Linked DNA regions of Mus musculus: region 1 is linked to region 2. A link is a contact called in public promoter capture Hi-C data. All regions are on one chromosome and are shown on one strand. Each heading gives the region's core, a stretch centred on a gene start, on an enhancer-like site or on the middle of the called end of the contact. The rest is flanking DNA. Distances are from core to core; before and after follow the strand shown.

Region 1 (5,164 bases), core at 2,629-5,128, 120 kb after region 2:
ATAAGTCACAAATGTCAACAAAACAAAATAAATGGCAACAGAAAACAAGGCAGGGCCCAACGGGAAGTTTTCAGCTCTGTGGGTGAGCAAATCCTTTCACCTCCTTATTAGACCTGTGCCCTCCATTCATTGGCAGACTGACACTGATTTAGAAATCAGAAGGCTTTATATGTTTGGAATTAAACCAGAGGTCATAGCATTTGCAGAAGCACCGGTGAAGAGGGCAGAAGCCCGGCAGCATGGGTGTGCTGGCTCTGAGGGCTCTGTGTCCAGACAGGGCACGACTGCCTGGGGGAGAATCGAGGCTGAGTGCATGCGCCTGAGGGCTGAACAAAGGAAGCAGGGCCGGAGAGGGGACATTTTACCACCAATTTAACTAATCTAATCACGTTTTTGTTGTTGTTGTTGTTGTTGTTGTTTGTTTGTTTGTTTTTATTCCTTCTAATAAGGTTATTTTGACTCTGAAGCTCTGACCTGTGAATTAGGTAACTATTCAGAAATAAAGAAAATAGCTCTTTTACTTGGACCAAGAGCCAGAGAGCAGAGACACACTCTGTGGTTTATGTCAGAAATGATTCCAGCAACAGACTTTGGAACTCCAAGGTCTCTTTTCCACTCTGACCCTGAAGCAGCGTGCTCTGCTGTAACTGTGGAGGAGCACTCATAGGGAGCACTATCCAATTCCTGATGCTTGGCTGCCCTGTAGCTCAATGCGCCTTTATATTTGAGAGCACCGTGGGCCATGTCTGAGGAAACCCTGGCTTAGCTTGCAACACACATACACTCTGTGACACTTAGTGTTTACTTGCTCCCAGGAAGTACCGCAGCGGCGGTTCATCTAATTTCCAACATTGTTCTCGCACAGGCGTCTGGCTGCTGGGAGCCCCTCCTGAGCCTCCCACCATGATGACCAGCCCTCAGGCTTCGAGCATGAGGTAACTCCACGTAGCAGAGGTGAGGAAAGGAGCAAGTGTGGTGGGTAAACAGAGGCTTTAGCGATTTTGTGTTGGAGAAGATGGCTGCTCCGAGCTTTGGTACTTCAGCTCTGCTGCTAACCAGCTGTCCTCGGGACAGTCATTTCTCCCTTCACGAGCTACTGTTTCTTCACATATCAAGGGTGGCAAGTGGTCTCCCCCAGTGCTTCCCGGGAAGATTAGGCTGGGCAGCTATTTGGGCTATTTATGTATATTATGCATATTATGTATATTTATGTATATTTATGTATATTTATGTATATTTACTAACCTTTTGCAAGTGCTTAACACACACACAAATACACTCTCTCACCAGCACAAGTTAAAGTTCTATTTGTATGTCCCAGCGCCTTGTTTTTTATTGGATTTTATCAGGATGGTTTCTTTCCCAGTCTTAACTACTCTTCACCCACTTAAATACTCACAGTCTTCCCTCATAAGAACAAACATAATTTCTACCTAACCATATCCACATTAGTGAGTATGTAACTTACTTCAAAGTTTTCACTATGGTTAAAATGTCTAAGAGCTTGAGTCTCCTGTCTTTAAGTTTTATTCCTACACTTAAAGGTCGGGTCACATTTATGATTATGTTGAAGTCTAACTGTTGCACACATTAGGAACTGGGGTAAAAGAAATTGGGATTTTTCTAGAGATCACACAGCCCCAGGGCCAGATGTCTGCCCTGGACTCTGTACCCCTCCTCTCAAATTCACAGCTTGCCTGACTCCCATGGAAAACCAGTATGCGTTTCAGACCTCGCCTTAGAGAAGGAAGCAAGAAGCCAAGCTTTTAACAGTGTTGCATATTTATTCCCTGCAAAAACTCACCTTAGTTCCACCTCTAAGATGAAACAGAAATAGTTGTCACATAGAGTTGCTTAAGTGTTGAGTATGTGGGGTGTGTGTGTGTGTGTGTGTGTGTGTATGTGTGTGTGAGAGAGGGGGGGGAGAGAGAAAGCATGTATATGTACACACAAGTACATGATTTAAAAAGTCACTCCATGATCTGGTCAAAGAGGCTTCCTCTGGAGGTTCCTTGCTGTTTATCCTGCTATCTAAGCAAAATGCATTTTTTTGTAATTCAGGATAACAAATTCCAATTTATTTTCCTTGTATTTTTGGTAGCTTGCCTTTGGAGAACATTATCTGAAGTGAAGGTCAGCCCACTCTGTGGGCACGGAATCTTCTGGGCTAACTAAGGGCAGAGGTGCAGGGTTCACTGCAAATTTACAAAGCTGGCTTTAAAAGCTGACACTGTAAAAAGCTAGTTGTCAATTTTTAGTGTATACCAAACTCTTATGCCTTGTCTTAAAATAACGCTGTGACTTAATCAAATGTAGAAGCTCCGGGTTTCCAGGGATTCCAGTAAAGGGCATTACTATGTTTAGAAGACAGTTGTGCAATTTGCATACTTATTGGGGCCCTGGCTATGGAGAAGATCAAGGGCAGACAGGGCCCTCACAGGGCAGACACATTAACTGTGTGCCAAGTTGACAGGCTTCTTACTTATTTGATATAAAAATAAATCCACAGCAGAGTGTGTGATGGAAGGCAAGCTGACTTCCTTCTTCTGTTCTTGGGCAGGGGGGTGACGACTCATCTGGGCTGGCTACACACTAGGTTCAGTGAGGAACTCCAGACCTGCAGGCTCACACTTTGCTGCTCACACTGCCAGGAAGAAATCTTTCCTGGTTTTCTCTCTAGTCCTCCAGTATCCATTCATTGCTTTGATCACTGCCAGCTGGCTGAAGCTGGCCCTAAGGGGCTTACTCCCTCTTGTGAGGAACTGAGGAGAAGTGAATCCTATTTCCAGACTAATTCTGAACCTTTCACCTTGGAAGAACCATAAGTCGGCTATTATGGATCAGGCAGTGAGGGCAGATGGCAGGCACCTGCTGCAGAAACGGACACCGTGAGGCCCTGGGAAACCCCACCTATTTAAACTTAGCTCTTCCTCTGAGGCAGAAACAGGGTGGCGAGGGTCTTCTTTGAAAGGGGATGCAAGCTGCTTGAGTGCCTGCCCTGAGTAGCTTCAGCTGGTGCTGGTGGCACCTCACCCACCTGAGTTGCATTTCTCTGTCCTCACTTTTAAGGGCCACCTTCTCCTCCCCGCCCCCCGCCCCATCTTTGAGATTCTCCACTGCCAGCATTACATTTTAATGCCATTTTATCAGTCATATGCCATGCCTTTTCAGCAATCATATTCCTTGACATCAAACAGATTCTTGATACAACCGCCAACGTGTTCTAGCTCGCTTTAAAATATTATGGCTGATACCAACATTTTAATCCTTTAAGACATCAAAGCCAAATTAAACGAGTTGTATTGCTGGTAGTCGATGCAAAAATCTTCATGCTTCTATTTCACAGAAAAGTCAGCCTAATATTTTTCGAGGCTTTTGCAAGGTGAGGTCCTTTGCTGTCCACTTCACTTGGTGAGCATTGGAATTAGGAGCTGGGTTAGAAAGCAATGAGGAATCTCTCTGAAAGGTGCGCTACAAGTGAGAAGGAACAGGAAGTTGGGGGAGGAGCAGAAAGGTTCAGGTGGGTGTAGCCTGCAGCTCATGAGTCACAGGTATCCCAGGATTGTGTGAATGTGGCCAACATTTTTGTGAATGACAACCTCATGTTGGAATGTCAAAAGGTTGAATGCTCCTGAACTGGTTTAACATGGAGCAGATCAACAACAACAACAACAACAACAACAACAACAGCAACAACAACAGCAACAGCAACAACAGCAGCAGCAGCAGCAACAGCAAGAACAACAACAACAACAAACTGACTTGAGAAAACAGAAAAATCCAGAGGCATAGGAGATTTGTGAGAGGCAGTGACTGGAGAATGCCACTGGTATGAAAAGAGGGGACGCAAGGACACGCACGAGGGAGTGAGTCTATGTAGCTGCCAGTGGAGATCTAGTTTTTAACCTTGTGCAGCTGTTTTCTAGGTTATCGGGAGCAAGCATAAATTAGCAGAGAAGATGAGCTAGCCTCTGGCCTCACATTCCAGGACAAGATAGAGTTGAAGGTCTGTCCTTTTTTTTTTTTTTTTTAAAGATTTATTTATTTATTTATTTATTTATTTATTATATGTAAGTACACTGTAGCTGTCTTCAGACACTCCAGAAGAGGGAATCAGATCTCGTTACGGATGGTTGTGAGCCACCATGTGGTTGCTGGGATTTGAACTCCTGACCTTTGGAAGAGCAGTCGGGTGCTCTTACCCACTGAGCCATCTCACCAGCCCCCCCTTTTTTTTTTAAAATTTATTTATTTTTATTAGTTATTTTCTTTATATACATTTCAAATGCTATCCCGAAAGTTTCCTATACCCTCCCTCTGCCCTGCTCCCCTACCCACCTTCTCCCGCTTCTTGGCCCTGGCATTCCCCTGTATTGGGGCATATAAAGTTTTGGCAAAATATTTGATATCTTACTTTTAGAACATACTTAAGTTTCATATCTTAGATTTATATATACATTTTTCTTTTTCTTTCTTTTTTTTTTTTTTACGTATTTTCCTCAATCACATTTTCAATGCTATCCCAAAAGCCCCCATACCCCCCCCCACTTCCCTACCCACCTATTCCCATTTTTTTGGCCCTGGCGTTACCCTGTACTGAGGCATATAAAGTTTGTGTGTCCAATGGGCCTCTCTTTCCAGTGATGGCCAACTAGGCCATCTTTTGATACATATGCAGCTAGAGTCAAGAGCTCTGGGGTACTGGTTAGTTCATAATGTTGTTCCACCTATAGGGTTGCAGACCCCTTTAGCTCCTTGGGTACTTTCTCTAGCTCCTCCATTGGGAGCCCTGGGATCCATCCAATAGCTGACTGTGAGCCTCCACTTCTGTGTTTGCTAGGCCCCGGCATAGTCTCACAAGAGACAGCTTTATCTGGGTCCTTTCAGCAAAATCTTGCTAGTGTATGTAATGGTGTCAGCGTTTGGAAGCTGATTATGGGGTGGATCCCTGGATATGGCAGTCTCTAGATGGTCCATCCTTTTGTCACAGCTCCAAACTTTGTCTCTGTAACTCCTTCCATGGGTGTTTTCTTCCCAATTCTAAGAAGGGGCACAGTGTCCACACTTTGGTCTTCATTCTTCTTGAGTTTCATGTGTTTAGCAAATTGTATCTTATATCTTGGGTATCCTAAGTTTTGGGCTAATATCCACTTATCAGTGAGTA
Region 2 (4,463 bases), core at 1,952-4,451:
CTTGGTCACAGTGTGTATTGAACCAACAGACACCTAATTAAAACACCAGTCATGGGGGCTGCACCCTAAAGTCCCCATCTACCCCCAATTGCCTCCTAAAGGCCCACCGCTGAACACCAGGCCTGAAGTTTCCACCCATCTAACAGGTCCAGTAAGGATTAAATGCCCACACTTGAGTCCCTGAGGACACACTCAATCCATATCCAACCATGGCATTTGCTAAGCCCTTTCTGGAATATCCTATGGGAGAACTTGGGCGGGATAACAGTATCTCTTTCGCTATATGTGTCATGGAACATGGCGGTGGATACTAACTCATTCAGAACCGCTGTGCTTGGGCAAGGCATTTGCTACCCAGCTACTCCAGAGCACGGATTCAGAATCCTTGTCAACCTCCCTTCTACCTCCTGCATCATGCTAATGAGCAAAACAACTACATACCTGGTTCACAAGAGGATGTGACTCTTCAAATGAGTGTAGGTGACTGCTTGGAAGGCAAATCTGGTTCTTTGATAGCACGCTACAGTGAGCTAGGATATTCTTATTTTCAAACTCTATTATTCAGCACACCCCTGTGGTATTAATCTCCTGAGGCTACTTACATATAAAATTGCCACAACCCCATGACTTACAACCACAAAGTTCACTTGTTCCGAAGGTCAGAGTTATAAAATAAGCCCTAAAATCATGGTGTCCGCAGTCCTTGCCTTCTGAAGGTTCTGGGGAGACCCCATTTCCTTGACTTTTCCAGCGTTCAGAGGGGACCCCCACTCTTGGATTGTGGCCTCTTCCCCCATCTGCAGACACACTACCCCCAACCTCCACGCCATCTCCTCTGTGCTCCTCCTTGCTCTTATAGAGTCTTGGTGATAGGTTAGGCCTTCCTGGAGAATCCAGGTATCCTGGTGTGGTTTCTACTATGTGATACACACCACAACCAAAAGAAGGAAACGGATGGAAGGGTCTTCTTTTCATTTTTGACTTTTGTCTTGCATGTCCCAGTCCCTGTCAATCACTGAGTGAAGTCAATTAAGGAATGTCAATCAGGAACAGAGATAGGAACGATGGACAGGTATCACTTACAGTCGTGCTCATCATGGCTTTCTCAACTTCCTTTTAATATAAGCCAGGCCCACCTGCCCAGGGGAGGCACTGCCCACAGTGGGCTGAGCCCTCCCACATCAATCACTAATTAAGAAAATGCCCCCATAGACTTGTTCCCAGGCTAATCTGATAGAAGCATTTTCTCAATCGAGGTTCCCTGTTCCCAGATGATCTTAGCTTGCATCAAGTCGACAAAACCATCAAACAACAACTAGCAAGGATAACACTTGGGTTAAACATACAAAAAGACCCTCTTATCCATAGGTGTCATAATTCACAGGCTTAGGGTTTGATGATGTGGACATCCTGAGGAAGGGTATTATTCTGTCCATCACGTTTTGCAAACACACACACACACACACACACACACACACACACACACTCATTTCAGACAAAAAAATTTAGGAAATGTTGAATTAAATAAAGTTAACTGGGTTTCATTATTGCAAAGCTGTTTAGAATTTTGCTTTTATTCTGAGTCAGGCTTTGTTGTGTGACTTTACTGTAGTATAACTAATATAAGTTTATCCCCGACTAGCTTACAAATAAATGAGACTCAGACTATGGTTATTTTATTTGGCTTTAACAATTACTGGGGGCTCACCCCTAATCTACCCTTCTCACTGCTGGCCTGGCTACCTACCAGTGGTGAACCCCAGTCTCTTGCTGTTTCGCCTGGCCACGTTACATGCTCATGATCCACTTCCCCTCATGGTGGCTTCCTCCTCTCCTTGTTCTTCCTCCTCATTTGGTCTCTCCTCTTTCCTTAATGTTCCTCTTCATCCCAAGTCAGGTAACTCAAAACCCACCCACCTCTAACCCCTCCAGGAATTGGCTATAGCCAGTTTTATTTAATCAACAGTTTTAAATTAAGGAACAAGGTTTGCAGAACAAAAGCTTGTAAATGTAAGAATTCACTTAAAGGCCTAGACCTTCTGGTACAGAATTTAGCATCACAATACACAGCTACAGATCAAACCTCAACACTTTTCCTGTTGAAATGTGATTAAAAGTTCACTTACCCTAGACAGGGCACCAGCAGCAGACCGAAGTAACAGTTCTATCTAATTCTAGCTTTGTGAACCAGCGTGCATGTTGGAATTACTTAGAGGAGTACAGGTGACATAATGGTAGCTGTATCTCTGAAAAGTCCCACCCTAGCCTGGGTGACAACTCACAGAAGACATGTCCTTGAGCTCCCTGCATGGCTTGCAAGCAGCTGGTCAGACTGGAGACTCCTCATCCCTAGCCATTGTTATTGCTTATGTAACCTTGGGGGGTTGAACCTTGTAAATGTTCTAAGTTTGGGTGCTGTCTGGAATTTCCTTCCTCATCCTTGTAAATTTCAGTTACTTCCTGAGTCTTACAAGCTTCCCTTATTCCTCTATTCAAAGGGAACACTATACAACTGGTTCTCTGGTAGCCAAGCCTGGTCTTCAACTTCTGATCCTCCTATCTCCCCTCCTGAGTACTGGGATTGCAGGCATGAGTCTCCACATTGACTCTTTGAATGTGTTTGTGTATAATACAGAGTACAAATCAGAAAGGTTGGTATCTGTTACTCTTGTTTCATCAAATGCCTTCTATCCCATCCCCTTTTAAAATTCCTGTGAAGAAACACCTAATATTTCGGGATTGAATGGGATCCCAGCCTTAGGAAGACAGGAGAGTCTGGAGGTGTTTCTCTACAGCCTGAAGACACCCGTGATTCTAAGCTTTAGCACATTCCAGGTGGGTTGCCTCATGTCTGTGCAGTGAATTGAACACCGGGGAGAGAACACCTTCATTTCATCTCTGAAATCTCTGGTGAGAAATGAGATGCCCTCCTCCACCCTCAGACGGAGACGTTGCCATCTGCCCATCCGTTCCCTGAACCAGAGAAAGCTGCAGGGCCATCCAGACATCCATGTTTTCTGCCCACTTTTACTGACTCCAGTTCCTGGGTCCAGCCCACTTTGTGCCTGTGCCTCTCAGACTCTTGACTAGAAGAGCAAACAGCTGTCTCCCAAAAATACTCAGAGAGATTCCCTCAGCATGTATATATTGCCAGGGAGGTGGGGCGATAGGCCAACGGGGTGGGCCCAGGAAGTCATGAGTCACCTGGCAAGAATTGCCTGAGTATTTTAGGCCCCAGGGTGGGGTAGCAGGGGGTGGAGTAGGCAATGCTTGTATTCATGGTTGGGCTAATTTATGGTTTTTATCCAAGTTAATGGTAGTTCTGAGAGGCGGCTCCACGGAGCTTGGCCACTAGAATGTGTCTTTAACTACCCCACTAAGCTACCCTGCGGATGGGGTACCATTCCCACCCTGTTTGCGGGTTTTTAATGTCAGTCTGTGAACCCCCATCTTCCTACTGCCCTATCATTCCTCCTTCTTTGTCCAGTCCCCTCCCTGCTGAGGAGGGTGTCAGGCATGTCTGCTTTGCCACATGCCCTGCCCAGCGCTTATCAGCTCTATTAAAAGCTCCAGTGCAGGATTCAGATAGGGGACTATTCCATTAAACATCACATTAACGAGTCCTCAGAGAAAATCTCTCTCAAAGCTTTTGAGCTCGTAACTACTTGGCTGTCTTACGAGCTTCTACAGATCCTAACATGTGAACGATCAGAAAAGAAAAAGGGTCCCAGTGACGGTCGGTCGGCAGCAGCTGGTCCTGGGAGACCCGAAGCTTCTCCCTGGATGTTTAGGGAGTGAGCTGCCTGTAGGGTCCCATGTACTGGTGGCCACATGTCCATATCCCTCTTCTGTCCCTGTCCAGACCCAGCAGATGCTAGCTATGTAAAGAGTTGGGAGGCCAGCAGAGATGCTCACTGTCCTGGAGGTGGTCAGAGCTCTGGCTGCAGCCCAGGTACCTCTCAGACTCATAGCTGAGCACCAGCCTGGGAGTGTAGGTCAGAGGTCACAGCTTACAGGGATCAGATCATCACTGAGAAGTGAGCACCCTAGGGTGCTTCTGAAGCCGGAGTTGAACCTCTGTGGACACAGTTCTTCATTGTCTGTAGGAAGGGAAACAGCGTGGACCACCGCTGCGGGGTGGTGATGGTGGTGGATTCTCTTTCTGCCCCACATCTCTGACTCTCAGACTACTGCCTCCTGACATCAGTCCTTATTTTTAGGACTGTTTTGACATGACATTGCTGGGACTCAAGCACTGAGCTGTGCAACCAAGGGGCCCTTGAATGGATCCACAGTATCTTTTTGTGTCATTGAGGGCCCTACAGAACTCAGAGGGCTGAGGACCAGCAGGCTTCTCTGATCCTCTGAACCCCAAGGAAGGTTTAGGGCCTGTCATGTTCTCTTCCTCCTGCTACTATTCCATGAAGGCAGCCACACTGACACATTAACAAGAGTCGTCAGGG

The links. Promoter capture Hi-C pulls out the DNA fragments that hold promoters and counts their contacts.
Region 1: a promoter capture Hi-C map of trophoblast stem cells shows a contact between it and region 2, with 4 times the contacts expected there. The contact joins two enhancer-like sites. A contact is called at or near these places in 13 of 39 promoter capture datasets (the 3T3-L1 cell line, the HPC-7 cell line, cranial neural crest and 8 more), 1 of 15 datasets of contacts at CTCF or cohesin (embryonic stem cells), 11 of 484 Hi-C or Micro-C datasets (the HL-1 cell line, bone marrow-derived macrophages, embryonic fibroblasts and 5 more), 13 of 115 datasets of contacts at active chromatin or transcription factors (cardiomyocytes, embryonic stem cells, extraembryonic endoderm stem cells and 4 more) and 1 of 9 other capture datasets (embryonic stem cells).

The regions. Positions count from the first base shown.
Region 1 is chr17:10,495,588-10,500,751 of GRCm38.p6, forward strand. The region is part of intron 4 of Pacrg (PARK2 co-regulated); the gene reads right to left. Gm16168 (a long non-coding RNA gene) reads left to right here. Exons shown (of 3, transcript XR_003952273.1): 2 at 866-954. Among named protein-coding and RNA genes, the nearest start is that of Gm16168, 5.0 kb to the left of the region's middle. Within about 2 kb of position 3,879, at least 22 of the 459 cell types and tissues checked have an H3K27ac peak or open chromatin away from gene starts, as enhancers often do. A contact at or near this core is called in trophoblast stem cells, where this site is marked.
Region 2 is chr17:10,375,505-10,379,967 of GRCm38.p6, forward strand. No RefSeq gene overlaps it. Among named protein-coding and RNA genes, the nearest start is that of Gm39565, 6.2 kb to the left of the region's middle. Within about 2 kb of position 3,202, at least 56 of the 459 cell types and tissues checked have an H3K27ac peak or open chromatin away from gene starts, as enhancers often do. A contact at or near this core is called in trophoblast stem cells, where this site is marked.